Linked DNA regions of Mus musculus: region 2 is linked to region 1. Evidence: chromatin contacts called from public HiChIP or PLAC-seq data. All regions are on one chromosome and are shown on one strand. Each heading gives the region's core, a stretch centred on a gene start, on an enhancer-like site or on the middle of the called end of the contact. The rest is flanking DNA. Distances are from core to core; before and after follow the strand shown. Region 1 overlaps Tcf12 (transcription factor 12). Region 2 holds the start of Tcf12 (transcription factor 12).

Region 1 (6,912 bases), core at 3,106-5,605:
AGATGGTTGTAAATTACTGTATGGTTGCTGGTTATTGAACTCAGGACCTCTAAAGGAGTAGCCAGTGCTCTTAACTACTGAGGCATCTCTCCAGCCCTTGAATTTCCGGTATTCTTTTCTGAGATGCTTAAGAAGATTTGAACTGGTGGTAGCCATATGGAAGCTGAAAATAAGCCTGGAGTCAGAGAACTCAGGGTCCAACTTTGGGCCCAAAATAGGACAATTTATTTGAGCACGAAGAAAGATGACTTCTTCAGTGGTTTGAAATTCTTGTGTTTAAATATGTGAGTTCATAGTGACTCAAAAGATGTCTGACCATACTGGTGGAGTTAATGCTCATGAGATAATAATTATTTTTACTAGAGGTACTAAAAGGCAAAAATTAAGTGTTTTTCCAGACTCTTTAAGAAGTGAACCATTGGGCAGCTAAATAGTTGGTAAGGAGTGGTTTCCTTTTATAGAAGTAGTCTAGCTGTCACTTGGGAAAGGAACGATAGACTTATAGTTTTGTATTTAAGCCTCAATAATTAACAAGTGTAGGTATTGAGCATCGTAAATACAACGCTGCTAGAAGAAAGCCAGACAGCTGTTTGTTTAAAGGCAAGTTCACCCATGATATATCCCTGTTCAGCCCTCCAGGAAACACAGAAGAGGAAAGTGTTAAATAACAAAGTTTTAGTCAGAAAAATTCAGATTGGGAAAGCTTTGCAGGATAAACAAGTAGGTTCTCCTTGTCTCAGAATCTCAGTAGAAAAATGTGAGTAGCCATGCTTACAGGGCCAGTGGAAACTGGATGTAGGGCTAGCCAATCCTAAATCCAGGAAGACTTAGGATTAAGTTGAGATCTTTGATTTAATTACCACTACAAAGACCCTATTTCCAAATAAGGCCACATTAACAGATATAACAGGTGGTTAGATCTTGGATATAGTTTTTTTCTTCTATCATTTTAAGGAACAATTCAACTATCAGCAGTGCTATAAATTAAAAGGTATAGTTGTCATGGCAGGGTCTTGTCTTTATTTGGATCCTGATATAAACTAATAGGTTGTAAGATAAAAACAGTCTGAGATGCTGTGCATGTGAATACTGGATATGTAGTGAAGTGTTTTTGTTAACTTTTCTAGTTGTGACTGTTGTAGTTACTTTTAAAACAGTTGTGGAGAAGCACTATTTGAAGTTGTCATCAGTGATTTAGTGAAGGGTCTCTTCTGAAGAAGAGACCATGGACAATAGCCCATACAATTTACAGTCTGTTTCTGTAAGTGAAGGTTTACTGGATCACAGCCATGCCTGCTTGTTTATATGTGGCTTGTGGTTTTGGTAATACAGAGTTGGAGATACATAATTGGGGCACAAACACTTTGCAGAAAGCCCTAAAATAATACTTTCTGGAGCACTACAAAAACTTGCTGACTCCTGATACAGATGAAATGTAGGATCATGAGTTGACAATAGTTAAAGCTATTTGTTTTATTTATTTTTTCATAAAATATTAAAGTTTAACCTAGGAAAACCTAAGGAACATTTTGTTTCTTACAAGTTTTAAACGAATAACAACGAGATGCTAACAGTTTTTAAATCAAGGTAATGAGTTTATGAAGTTCCTTATTTTGTTCTTACTTATTTGGCTGAATGTTTGTAATTTTAAAGCTAAGCTATATCATGTTATGAATCACTGTCCAAGTAGGAAAGCTTTTGCCATCTGACAGCAAAGTGCAAGCTTTGATATTTAAACCATAAGAAGCTTCTATAAATCATCAAAAATATGACTGTTAGAAAAATTTGGAAAGAATATGTAGTATTTGTCATAGAAAGCCAACTGGCTAAGGTGCGAAGAGGAAAAATGGTAAAAATTAGCACAATTAAAAATGGTTAATTAAGGGCTGGAGAGATGGCTCAGTGCTTAAGAGCACTGGCTGCTCTTCCAGAGGTCCTGAGTTCAAATCCCAGCAACCACATGGTGGCTCACAACCATCTGTAATGGGATTGGATGCCCTCTTCTGGTGTGTCTGAAGACATTCAATAAACAAATATTTTAAAAAACTGCTGTTTCTAAAAAAAGTGCTCAATTAAAAACTTGAACACTTTGTAGTTTGTTGTTTTGTGTTGCTTGGCTGCTAAAATTTTTTTGAGTAATTGAGGTTGGTTTGTAAAATTCAACAATAGGTAATAGTAACCAAGCTTATTGGTAACTGTCAGTGAAGTTTCTGCTGCATGTGTGTGCTTACTTTCATGCTTGCTGTTACTGGATGTCTGTATAGAGATTGTCTAAGTAGTTTGTGCATCATGGTTACTCAGAGGCTGCGGCACTCTGTCACTAGGGTTTTTGATTTATGGAGTTTCAGGTGAGGCAGAGAATTGACTATGTTTCTTGATAAGTTTCTCCATGATCGTTTGTTGTGGTCTGAAAGGACAACACAATGATAATCACTGCCTAGTAATTAGGAGAATGACAGAATAAATCCCGCGCACCCTTATGACTCAGGTCTGTCTTTGATACATAGAGATCCTTTACCATTTGGCCATGACCACTTGTGTATGGATTTAAAGAAGGCATTGTTTAAAGAAACTTTTGAGAACCTTCAGTCTTATGTTTGTTAACGTGAATAACATTGACTCATAGATAATAATTCTGAATAAAAGTGGCTGCTTTATATGCTATACTATTTATATTGATCAAAACCATGGTAACTGAAATTATACAAATAGATATTTAAAAATTGGTCCTACTTATAGAATTAAATACATGAAACTAGTTTTGGTAAAATTATGTTTAGGAGTCAAGTAATGGAATCAGTTGTGGTTTAGAAATCTTATAGTTCTTGCTTATTTAAGTAACCTTTTCTTTTTAATACCCAACAATACTAATTAAATATTAAAAATAAAATATGTTGTCTATTCCCATTAAGAATAGTGTTCCCTTAGGCTTCATTGGGCCTTCAGGAAACATAGGCCAGTACTGCTTGATAGACTTTTTCCATTGATGAAGAGCTGTTTTAAAGTCTGTCTGTCAAATAAATGTTGCTGTTGAGTGCATGAAATGTCACTAATGTGACTGAACTGAATTTTAATTATTTAAAATTTTTGTTTGACTAGGCACACTTGGCTGGAGGCCACCTCATTGGACAGCTAGGCAGTTTACAACATGACTTACATCTTGGGTTGTTAATATATTAATGCCTCTTAAAAAGAATATGCAGTGTTTGGTTGGGTGATGTTTTATTTCGGTCACTCAGTTTTGATTGTTGTCTTGTTTGCTTTGACTAATACTTTTTAGTGATAGCATTTTAATTTACTTTCTTATGCTGTATATGCTAAAATCTCTTTAGGGTCAGCTGATACTGGATCAAAATTTATTGTCAGGAATGCCTAGATTTCACTAATTTTTTTCTTGAAATTGTCATATAATTCTTTTTTTGTATGTCAGATTTTTTCATTTCTCTTGAATTTTTTTTTAAAAATAATTCTTTCACTGATCTGTACTTTTCTTTCTTTCCTCCTTTCTTCTTCCATTTCTCTCTGCTCCTTTCCCTTCCCTCTCCCCTAGTCTTCCTGCTCCTCTACTCCTCACCACTCTGCTTCCCTTCCCTCTTCTTCCTCTCCCTCCCCGTGTGCTAGGTAAGTGTTTTATAATTGATCTATTCTTTTATATACTGAGTTAACCCTAACCCTTTTAGTAATAATTTTATTTTGAGCAAAATTTTGCTAAGTTTCCCAGTCTGATATCAGACTTGTAATCCGAGATGGGAATATAGACGTTTGCCACCACAGCTGCCTGTCATTGACTTTTTGAGCTTCCCAATTAGACTCTCTCTCTAATTTTTTAAAGAATTGATTTAGCTTTTATCTTGAGTCATTTAGTATTGCTTGCTTGCTGCTTTGAACCTTGCATTCCTGAGAGCCAGGGAATAATAGAGGAAATACATACATGCTCAGAAAGTAGGAGAGGCAAGCATTCTGTTGTGAGCATATTTGGAAGTGTTTTTAGGAGACATAAGCTGTAGCAATGGGAGTAGGAAAGTATGTCAACAGGAAAAACAGTGACCAGTCAAAGACATTTATGGTTCTTCATGCTAGTGTAGCATTCCTTTACCAGCTCAGCCATCTCTCAGGTTCCTACAGTCTCTTGATAAGGTACTTATGTGTCTGCCTTTTATTCCTGCTCTTTTTTATTCAGACTTTTAAAATGTCTTAGTTTGTCCAACCAAATACAGAGATTCTCCAGTCTAAGAAGCATTTCTGGGTTAGCATTCTTACTGTAACATTCAAGCATTTGGTGACTAATGACTTAATGATTTGACTAGTTTCAGGATGATCACCTAAGCATGTCTCATCCAGTTGCTGGGGTTATGAAAGTGTTCATTTGTAACAAATAGAAACATGATTGCTTAGGTATGCTCATTCAACCAGACTGTGAGTGGCTTTTGTACCAGGAGGCATTCTTCAGAAATAGCTAAATGGGTTCTCAGTGCCATTGGTTCCATTACTTTCATTTTCATTAATAGCTAGCCCTTTTTTTGAGTACTTATAAATAAATATACAATGTTGTAGAGCAATGCTTTGTAGATGACTAGAAAGTAGGTATATTGTTGTTTCTAAGGAGTTCATAGTCTGAGCAACAGGAGCCATGTGCAGCAGCAGTGTATTATTATAGTGATAAGTAATTCTGATGTAAGCAGATGGCTTAATAGTCGAACCATTTAAGGGCTCAGAGCTGTATGTCCATCCCTCAGACAAACTTTGTGGCTTTGAGTCAGTTTTATAAAATAAGTTAGTAAGTAAGTAAGTAAGTAAATAAATAAATAAATAAATGTAATTCTTTAAAAGGAGAATGGCATGGAGCTTTTTGGTAATCATGTCTGGAATAAAAATTTGAATGAATAGCAAAAATACTGTGGTTGTATTGGTTGATAATTCACTGATGTTCTAATGTATAGCAGACCCATAGTTTATGAAGATTGTTTTTCTGTTCTTCCACCTAGAATGATCATCTTTTCTTAAGACCTGATCTTGTTTTGTTTTTATGTAGATAAGAATTTTGGTTTTGTTTTCTGCTGTATTGCCTCCTTTAAAACTGCTCATGTAATAGAATATTTGACTTTTTGGTGGTGCTTGTATTCATTCTTTCATTTTTCTGTATTTTAAAGTTTCTCTGAATTTAATTACAATTGGACTTTGCTACAGATATTTGAAGCAAGAATTTTATCTGTTTTCTTTACATACATTATTTGTAAATAGTTGGGTTTATTTTAAAGTTTTGCACTGTTGAAAAATCTGTACTAATACAACTTTATATCAGCAATGTCATAATATTTAAGTGATTAATCTCTAGAATAAATATGTTACTTGTGTGAACATGAACAAAAAAGTTAAACTTTTCAATTATATATTTTGTATAGAAGTCACTTTGCTTCTTTGAAGTTAATTTTGTTAGTGTATCTGAAAATGATGACAATTTTGTTTCCTAGTTAAGCAGGCACATGCTTTTGGCCAGGAGTCATTTCATATTAAATATTCAGTTACACTGGGATGTCAGGGTGAGTGCCTACTTTGTTTTTAATTGGCACTTTCATTAAGATAGCCATCATCCAAGGCAGCTCTTCAGAAAGGCAATTGACAGGATATAACTGTTCGTGTGGTGATTTGGAAGACAGCATTTGTATTTTCAGATTTTATTTTCACTATTTTAAAAACATTATGTGCTACAGACAGACACAGGAACAAGCACATACACCCCAAATTAGAAAATATCAAAGATAAGATTAAGCCACCATGTTCCTGCTTCATATAAGATGGCACCATTAATGCTTTAGTGTATATCTTTTCAAATGTATGTGTATGTATACTTGTGTTTCTTTACCAGAATTATAACATACTACTGTTGTTATACTAACATAACTACCAGATACTACTTAGTATCTGGTTTTTGTTTTTTGAAGACAGGATCTCAGTATTTCTTGACTGGCCTGTAACTCACAGAGATTCACTTGCCTCTGTCTCCTAGGTGCTGGGATTAAAGATTACTCCACCCCTCTTACTTTACTTGTTTTATTTGTTTTGTTTTGTTGTTGTTGTTTTTTTTAATTAGGTATTTATTTCATTTACATTTCCAATGCTATCCCAAAAGTTCCCCACATGCTCCCCCACCCACCCACTCCCACTTCTTGGCCCTGGCATTCCCCTGTACTGAGGCAGATAGTGTTTGCATGACCAATGGGCCTCTCTTTCCACTGATGGCCGACTAGGCCATCTTCTGGTTCATATGCAGCTAGAGACACGAGCTCTGGGGAGTACTGGGTAGTTCATATTGTTGTTCCACCTATAGGGTTGCAGATCCCTTTAGCTCCTTGTGTACTTTCTCTAGCTCCTCCGTTGGGGGCCCTGTGATCCATCCAATAGCTGACTGCGAGCATCCACTTCTGGGTTTGCTAGGCCCCGGCATAGTCTCACAAGAGACAGCTATATCTGGGTCCTTTCAGCAAAATCTTGCTAGTGTATGCAATGGTGTCAGCGTTTGGAAGCTGATTATGGGATGGATCCCCGGATGTTGCAGTCTCTAGATGGTCCATCCTTTCGTCTCAGCTCCAAACTGTGTCTTTGTAACTCCTTCCATGGGTGTTTTGTTCCCAATTCTAAGAAGGGGCAAAGTATCCACACTTTGGTCTTCGTTCTTCTTGAGTTTCATGTGTTTAGCAAATTATATCTTATATCTTGGTTATTCTAAGTTTCTGGGCTAATATCCACTTACCAGTGAGTATATATTGTGTGAGTTCTTTTGTGATTGGGTTACCTCTCTCAGGATGATGCCTTCCAGGTCCATCCATTTGCCTAGAAATTTCATAAATTCATTCTTTTTAATAGCTCAGTAGTACTCCATTGTGTAAATGTACCATATTTTCTGTATCCATT
Region 2 (6,551 bases), core at 248-2,747, 35 kb before region 1:
AGGCAGTGGGTATCTTTATTCACCAATCAGGGATAACTTGGGGACAAGGTTACCTAAGTGCAGATTCTCTCATCCCTGGGGGCAACCAGGCCAGTAGTTAGTATTACAATGCATAGCAGAAGACCAAACCTCAGCATCTTCCCTAGAGATTGTACCACAGAAATATGGCTTTACCAGTTACCTAATCAAATTTCCTGGTTGTTCTGTGACTGCTTTTTGCCTCACTTTTGTATACACCAAATTACGGATAACCAAACCCTGTTCATTTAATCAATGATGCTAGACTTGGCTCAGAACTGTTTGATTTATATTGGAAACATCATCAAAGATCAGATCTCTCCTTGCGAAGACTTTCTTCTTGTCTGTTTGATTTACTCTGGCTAGATCTTGAGTTTGGAAGATGACATTCATTTTTTTTTTTTATAGCATTTGCAAAAATGTTCTCAAAGACTTCAGCAAATTGCCTATTTGTATGTGGGTTAACCATCCGCTAGTCTTAGTTGGAAACGGGATCGTTATCATTTTTTAGGTGAAATCATGCTACTTTGTTTAGGATGGAGACACACTCCACAAGTTGCCAAAGCATGTATGTACCTAAGTGGGACTGGCTTTGGGGGTGAGTAGGCTACCATTAGTTCTGGAATGGTCTATACGGAGGTCCCACATATAAACCTTAATTTGCTTCTCTGGTTGGACAGCTCTGGTTGCAGTAAGTACAGCAATGGCACATTTAACTATCTTCTTTATATGAACTTCTGAGGCCAACGGCTCCTTCTTACAGTCAGGATACTCAAGAGTTGGCCACTGTCTTCAATTCGTTTCTTTGGATGCTTGTCTCGAGTGTTTCTTCTGCTTGGGCCTGGCTGGTCTTCTCTGTGCTCGCAGACCTCAACACAATCACCTTAGCTTCCCCTCAAGTAAACCTTAACTTCCAAGGCCGAATTTTTCCCCTTTTTCTTTGGGGCTTCTTCAGGCCAAGTTCGGAACTTGCTCATCAAGACTTAACTTCCTGGGGCTGTCTCTCTGGTTACAGCAAAGGCCAGGCGCAATCCTTTCCCAGAACTTGGTGTTGCAGCGCGGGGCTCAGGTGGGACGGCACGCTCAGGTGAGCAAGCTGATGAGCGCGGCGTGAGGGGCTTTGCGCTTTTCCCACAGAGTCCGCCCACCACAGCTGCGGCTCCACAGCCGGCCTCGCCTCCCGCGTCCGGCGTGGCTGAGCTCCGGAATGGCTGCGGGTGGCAGATCCAGATGCTGCCCAGCTGCGTCCCCGTCGCGGCACTTCGGGGCGCAGTGAGCTTGAGGAGACGGCCGCCGCCCGCCGTGGGCTTTGTCCGTCCGCCGCTCCGCCCCGCCCCGTGCCTCCCCGCCCCCTCCGCGGTCCCACTTCCTCGGCGCGGGAGGCGGGAGCGCGCCGGGCAGCGAGGGGTTAAGCCGACGCGCTTGAGGCGCGGAGGGATCCGGAGGCGAGCGGAGCTCGGTGCTGAGGCCGCCTCAGCGGAAAAAAAAAAAAATGTCCGCCTGAGGAGACCCACAAGTTCTATCGGGGGGACAGCCAGCCCGCCCGGGGAGCCACGGGCGGCTAAGCCCGAGAGCCGCCCGAGTCGCGCCGACTCAAGCACTCGCGGGGGCCCGAGGCAACGCAGCCGCCGGCGGCGCGTGGGGAGGGGGAAAGCCTGAGCCCGCGCTCCCGGCCAAAGTGAACTTTAATCGGGAAGGTTGGATGCGGAGCCCGGGCGGCAGGTAACCGCGGGCGGCGGGCGGGACGTGCGGAACTCAGGTCCCTTTGTACGGCGCGGAGCCCGGGGCCGCGTCCAAGTTGCGGCGCGCGGCGGGGCGGAGGCGCGAGCTGCGGGGTCCAGGCCCGGGCAGCGGCGCTCGGCCTGCGCGGCGCTCGGGGCTCGGCGCTCGGGGCCGGGGAGCCGCCGAGCCCGCCTCATTGTTCCGCGAGTCCGGGGCAGGGCGGCCCAAGTGGGAGGTGGAGGCCGGGCGGGAGTTTGCGGGGCGCGGACGCGCGTGGGGCGCTCTCAACCAAGCCGGGGACCCCCGCTGGGGACGTCCGGGCCGCAGACGCGGGCCTGCGAGCGGCGCGCTCCCCGCAACTTGTCAGCTCTATTGTTGCTGAGCGAGTGAGTCACTTGGTCTCCGGGTCGCCGCCGCTTTCTCGCTCCCTCGCTGGGCGCGGGCTCGCTCCGTACTCCTCCCCGGGGGCACCCCGAAGCCGAGCCACCTTGGAAACTTGCGGGAGCCACGGAGCCACGCGTGGGCTCCCGTGTCGGAGCGGCTTCCGTCACTGTCCTTCGGGTATGCGTGGGGATCTGGCGTGTCGCTCGGCGCCCCCCACCCCGAGCGCTGCCTCTCTCTCTCTCTCTCTCTCTCTCTCTCTCTCTCTCTCTCTCTCTCTCTCTCTCTCTCTCTCCCTCTCTCTCCTTCTCACGTCGAGCGTCCGGGTGTCCGCGGCTCAGCCTGTCTTCTCTGCCTTAGGACCTGCTAGAAGTGGCTGAAGATGAATCCCCAGCAGCAGCGCATGGCCGCGATAGGGACCGACAAGGAGCTGAGCGACCTGCTGGACTTCAGTGCGGTATGAGAGCTTTCCTCCGCATCTTGGGGTTCTGCTGAGGTTTCCCGAGATCGGGAGCAAGAGAGAAAAGGGGGGAAAGCGACATGGCAGCGGGCAACTCCATCTGCTTTTCAGCGCTAGTTCTCAGGGCTGGAGTCCAGCTCCCCCAAGTTGGACACCTGAACTTTGATGTAATGTCTAGACTTGCAGATTTCAAACTTTAATGCCAGAGGGGTCATTTGATTTAACTAGTTAAAAGAAGAACAATGTAATCATGAGCTCTGGTTGAGTCACTCCCTTCTGATAATTATTAGAGATTTTAGACTTTATATGAAAGAAAAAAAATATTTTTTTTCCTGAAGACTTCTCAGCATTTCCCTCCCCACGACTTCATTTAGCCTGTGGTACCTGAGAGATGCCAGCTTCAAAAAAGCCAACCCCAGCGCTAGAATTCCCAGCCTTGTGAGCTGACTGCTTTAAGTATACATATGCCGTCTGCATATGTAATATGGAAAATGATTTAAAAATAAAAGGTGAAGCTATAGAGCCCATTGCCCTTATTTCTTACTAATGGATTGAATTTCAACGTTAACTGCTCCTAGAAGGCAGGGCCAATACCTGCTGTATTAGAACTGTTATTATCTTTCCTGTATGTGGTAATTTCATCGGACATGATTCTGATTGCAAGTGCTTATTAAGTAATGTTAATGTAATGAGAATCACTTAGGGCCAAAGTGAAGATCATGGGTAAAAATTTACTGTTTAAACTTAATTATCTTGTAATCTTGCCTGTGGCTGGGTTTTCATAGCAAATGTCACCGGTTCTCTCAAGCAATATTAGTAAATAATATCACTTGTTATTGCCAGCCTTGGTCTGAATGGGTCTTCCATTTTTATTTCAAATTCTCTATGAAAATTAGGAACCTAATTGATGACACTTGGTGAACTTTTCTTTGCAAGGAATATAGAAGAATTTTAAGATTAATAGGTACATTTGGGTTATTTTGCAGATGTTTTCTCCACCTGTTAATAGTGGGAAAACGAGACCAACAACACTGGGAAGTAGTCAGTTCAGCGGGTCAGGTAAGACGATGTTGAAAATCAGAAATTTCTATTTCAGAGCACTGACATATTTTAGTAGAAAAGTCTATAAAGCATTTTAGTGCCTGCCACACCATTTTTTTACACTGTCCGGTTACAATTATAAACTACTAGCGCCTCAAACTTGGAGAGTTGTTCTGAAGATTGCTTGGATGTTTTAAAGAATTTTAGCATGGACTTAAAGTTGCTCTTTTTGTGAATGTTAAGATTGAAAATTGTCTTGAGCATGATGGATTGTGTCATGACTGTATTTAGAAAAGTGCTTGAAGAAAGCTTTGTGGTTCACGGGTGTTCCTTTTATATATGCAGACATTTAATATATCTTCAGATCATTAGTGTTATTAAATCCTAGGCTCTAAAATGGATAAAAGTATTGTTTAATCTATGTGCATAAAAAGTAGAATTGAGTCAAACAATAATTAATAAGTTGTATTTATTTTAAAAAATGGGTTTTACACTGTAGGAAATAAGTAATTTTGTGGATATTAATTTAAAATGATAATTCTATATTAAAATAAGGTCTTATTTTAAATGACATAGGGCCAAATTTTTGTCCTGTAATCAAATTATATTAGGATATTTTTTAAAGTTAGATTCCTAAGCAATATTATTAATGTTAAATTTGCTTGCTTTTGGTAAACTATGTCATATTACTAAATAGTGTCCCACTTTAAAAAAAAAAACTTACAATTTAAAAGTAAGTATTCCAGAGCAGGGATACAGAAGTTTAATTTGTTTCATTTCAACTTATTCTTCAGTGTCCAAGAGATGGGGAGAAGAGCATTGAGAGCATGGTCCTGAGAAAACTGGCTGTAGTGTGTCTGGGCAGGAGCCGCTCAGTCACTGCTCACTAGAGCAGTGCTTCTCGTTTACCCTAGCAAAATCATAGCTGCTTTCCAGAGGGCTGTGAGAGCAGAAAGCCTGGAAATTAGCTTAATTTTATAACTGGCTTAACATTTTATTCTACTTCTACTTCATGTTTAGAAAAATGTTTCTGTTGAAAATCACACATCAGTTTAGCTGAACTCCATTTTTAACTATGACACTGAAGCATGTCATTTAACAAATCAAAGAGGAAAATAAAAGCAATTTGATTGCATGTAACCTAAAGGCTAGTTGTAGTGTTCTTGAGGAAATACTCGCCAGAGTCCAGCTCTTCCACCATCTCTCCTTTTGCTGGTAATCACTGGAACATTTCTGCTTTTTAGGAAAGAGGTAGAAAATTATTTGTAAAGAAGTGGCTGTATGCCATACCTCTCTTAGCATTTAGAGGACTTCTTGATTTTACAACTACTAAGAGTTTGTTGTCACAAACTTTTAGATTTACCTATTGTAAGACATAATAGGCGGGCGCCTGGTGTGTTCTGTGACTCTTGATTGCTATTTTATACTGTTAGCTTCCAATCAAGTTGTGGAAAACATATTTACCTGGGCATTGATCAGGACAGGAGCACTAGAAACTTGCTGAGAGAATGCAATTGACTTATTTTTAGATATTAAGAATGACTTCTGATAGGAAACCTTCTGGTGGACTGCAGGCATGGCACTGGCATTGCCAGCACTCTGCAGGGCTGGGTCTCACAAATATTTGTCATACAAGTTACACTCATTTTTCTGGATTACGATGTGTTTGGACTTAAGAATCTATATTCTGTGGACATAGCAGTATTTAGCTGTGGGGTTTGTTTCAAAAGAATTATAACATAAAGCTCTTCAGTAGTTAATGAGACTTAAATTTTGAGATGAGAAAATTGCACGAGGTTATTTTACAGCAAAATACCCAATGGGTACAGCTTCTCCATAGCCTTTCTTATTTCAAAGTGGATGTTTAAAAGAAATTGGCACAATAATATTCTGTGTATGTACTATGTGTGTATCTTCTAGACATTTGATTAACCTATGATGATTCCAAAGGATACTTGTAACATACTCTAGTTTTATTGATGTGCAACATATAGGAAGGATCTTATGGCTCTTTGGAAATGTAAAGACTGGAAGTTTTTGTCTTGGGAGTAACATGTGTGGCACTTGTCTTTTGCTTGGAGAGTGCTGCAGTTTATAATGTGCAGTATTATATCCTTTTTGCTATTTGTCCTTTCAGAGAATGACTTAATTTTGTAGTTGATTATTTTGAAACACAATCCAAATTATGCGCAAGACTTCTGTATTTTCGTTTTAGCTGAAAGTACTCAATATGTTCTAAAAAATTGGATGTTCCATTTATCTTATGTCTGAAACAAAATAACTTATATGGTAGCTGGTAACTTGAATCTGTACAATGTCATTTCTTTATGAAGATGTTATTTCCTTTGCATTATAGTTAGATTGTAAATTAATCTAGTTGGTGTGGTAGGCTATGTGAGATGTTCTCTAATGACCTTGTGGTAAGTGTTTCTTTGGAAATAAAAGATGGGATACTCCAGATTCATACATAGTTATAGGAAATAATAGATACATCTGAGTGTAGTGGCTCACACTTTTAATCTCAGTTTTTGGGAGGCAGAGGCAGGAGGAACAGGAATTTAAGGTCAGTCTGGGCTGTGTGAAACTCTGTCAAAACCAACCAACCAACCAACCAACCAAGACCCAAAATAACAACAAAAGAAGGAAAGTATCCATATCCAATGTCCCCTTTCCCATTTTCCTTTAGTGGTAATGTTTGGCTGAAACATAGCAGTGTCATACATAGGGTGCTGATAAGTGGTGAGGTAAAGACACCCTCATGCTGCCCTTTCATAATCGCATACACTTCCTAGTAATTAGAAAATTCATAACATTATTAAGTGTTTACTCACTCCATTAAGTATGGTAAGATTATGAAGTGTGGACGAGTCCTATAGCATTTTAAATTGCTATAGTTGCATTTGATACATCGTGTGAAGAAGAAATGAAG

The links. HiChIP or PLAC-seq counts read pairs in DNA pulled down with a chosen protein or histone mark.
Region 2: a contact with region 1 is called in an H3K4me3 HiChIP or PLAC-seq map of the SCID.adh cell line, with 32 read pairs. The contact joins the promoter of Tcf12 here to the enhancer-like site in region 1. A contact is called at or near these places in 5 of 39 promoter capture datasets (the 3T3-L1 cell line, 3T3-L1-derived adipocytes, cranial neural crest and 2 more), 1 of 15 datasets of contacts at CTCF or cohesin (CD8 T cells), 3 of 484 Hi-C or Micro-C datasets (Th1 cells, embryonic stem cells and muscle stem cells), 8 of 115 datasets of contacts at active chromatin or transcription factors (CD8 T cells, the SCID.adh cell line, bone marrow-derived macrophages and 4 more) and 3 of 9 other capture datasets (adipose tissue, liver and pancreatic islet).

What each region holds. Positions count from the first base shown.
Region 1 is chr9:72,073,799-72,080,710 of GRCm38.p6, reverse strand. The region is part of intron 3 of Tcf12 (transcription factor 12); the gene reads left to right. Among named protein-coding and RNA genes, the nearest start is that of Tcf12, 35 kb to the left of the region's middle. Within about 2 kb of position 4,355, at least 34 of the 459 cell types and tissues checked have an H3K27ac peak or open chromatin away from gene starts, as enhancers often do. A contact at or near this core is called in embryonic fibroblasts, where this site is marked.
Region 2 is chr9:72,106,765-72,113,315 of GRCm38.p6, reverse strand. It overlaps Tcf12 (transcription factor 12), which reads left to right and starts at 1,497. Exons shown (of 21, transcript NM_011544.3): 1 at 1,497-1,740; 2 at 2,482-2,578; 3 at 3,568-3,640. The coding sequence starts at 2,504.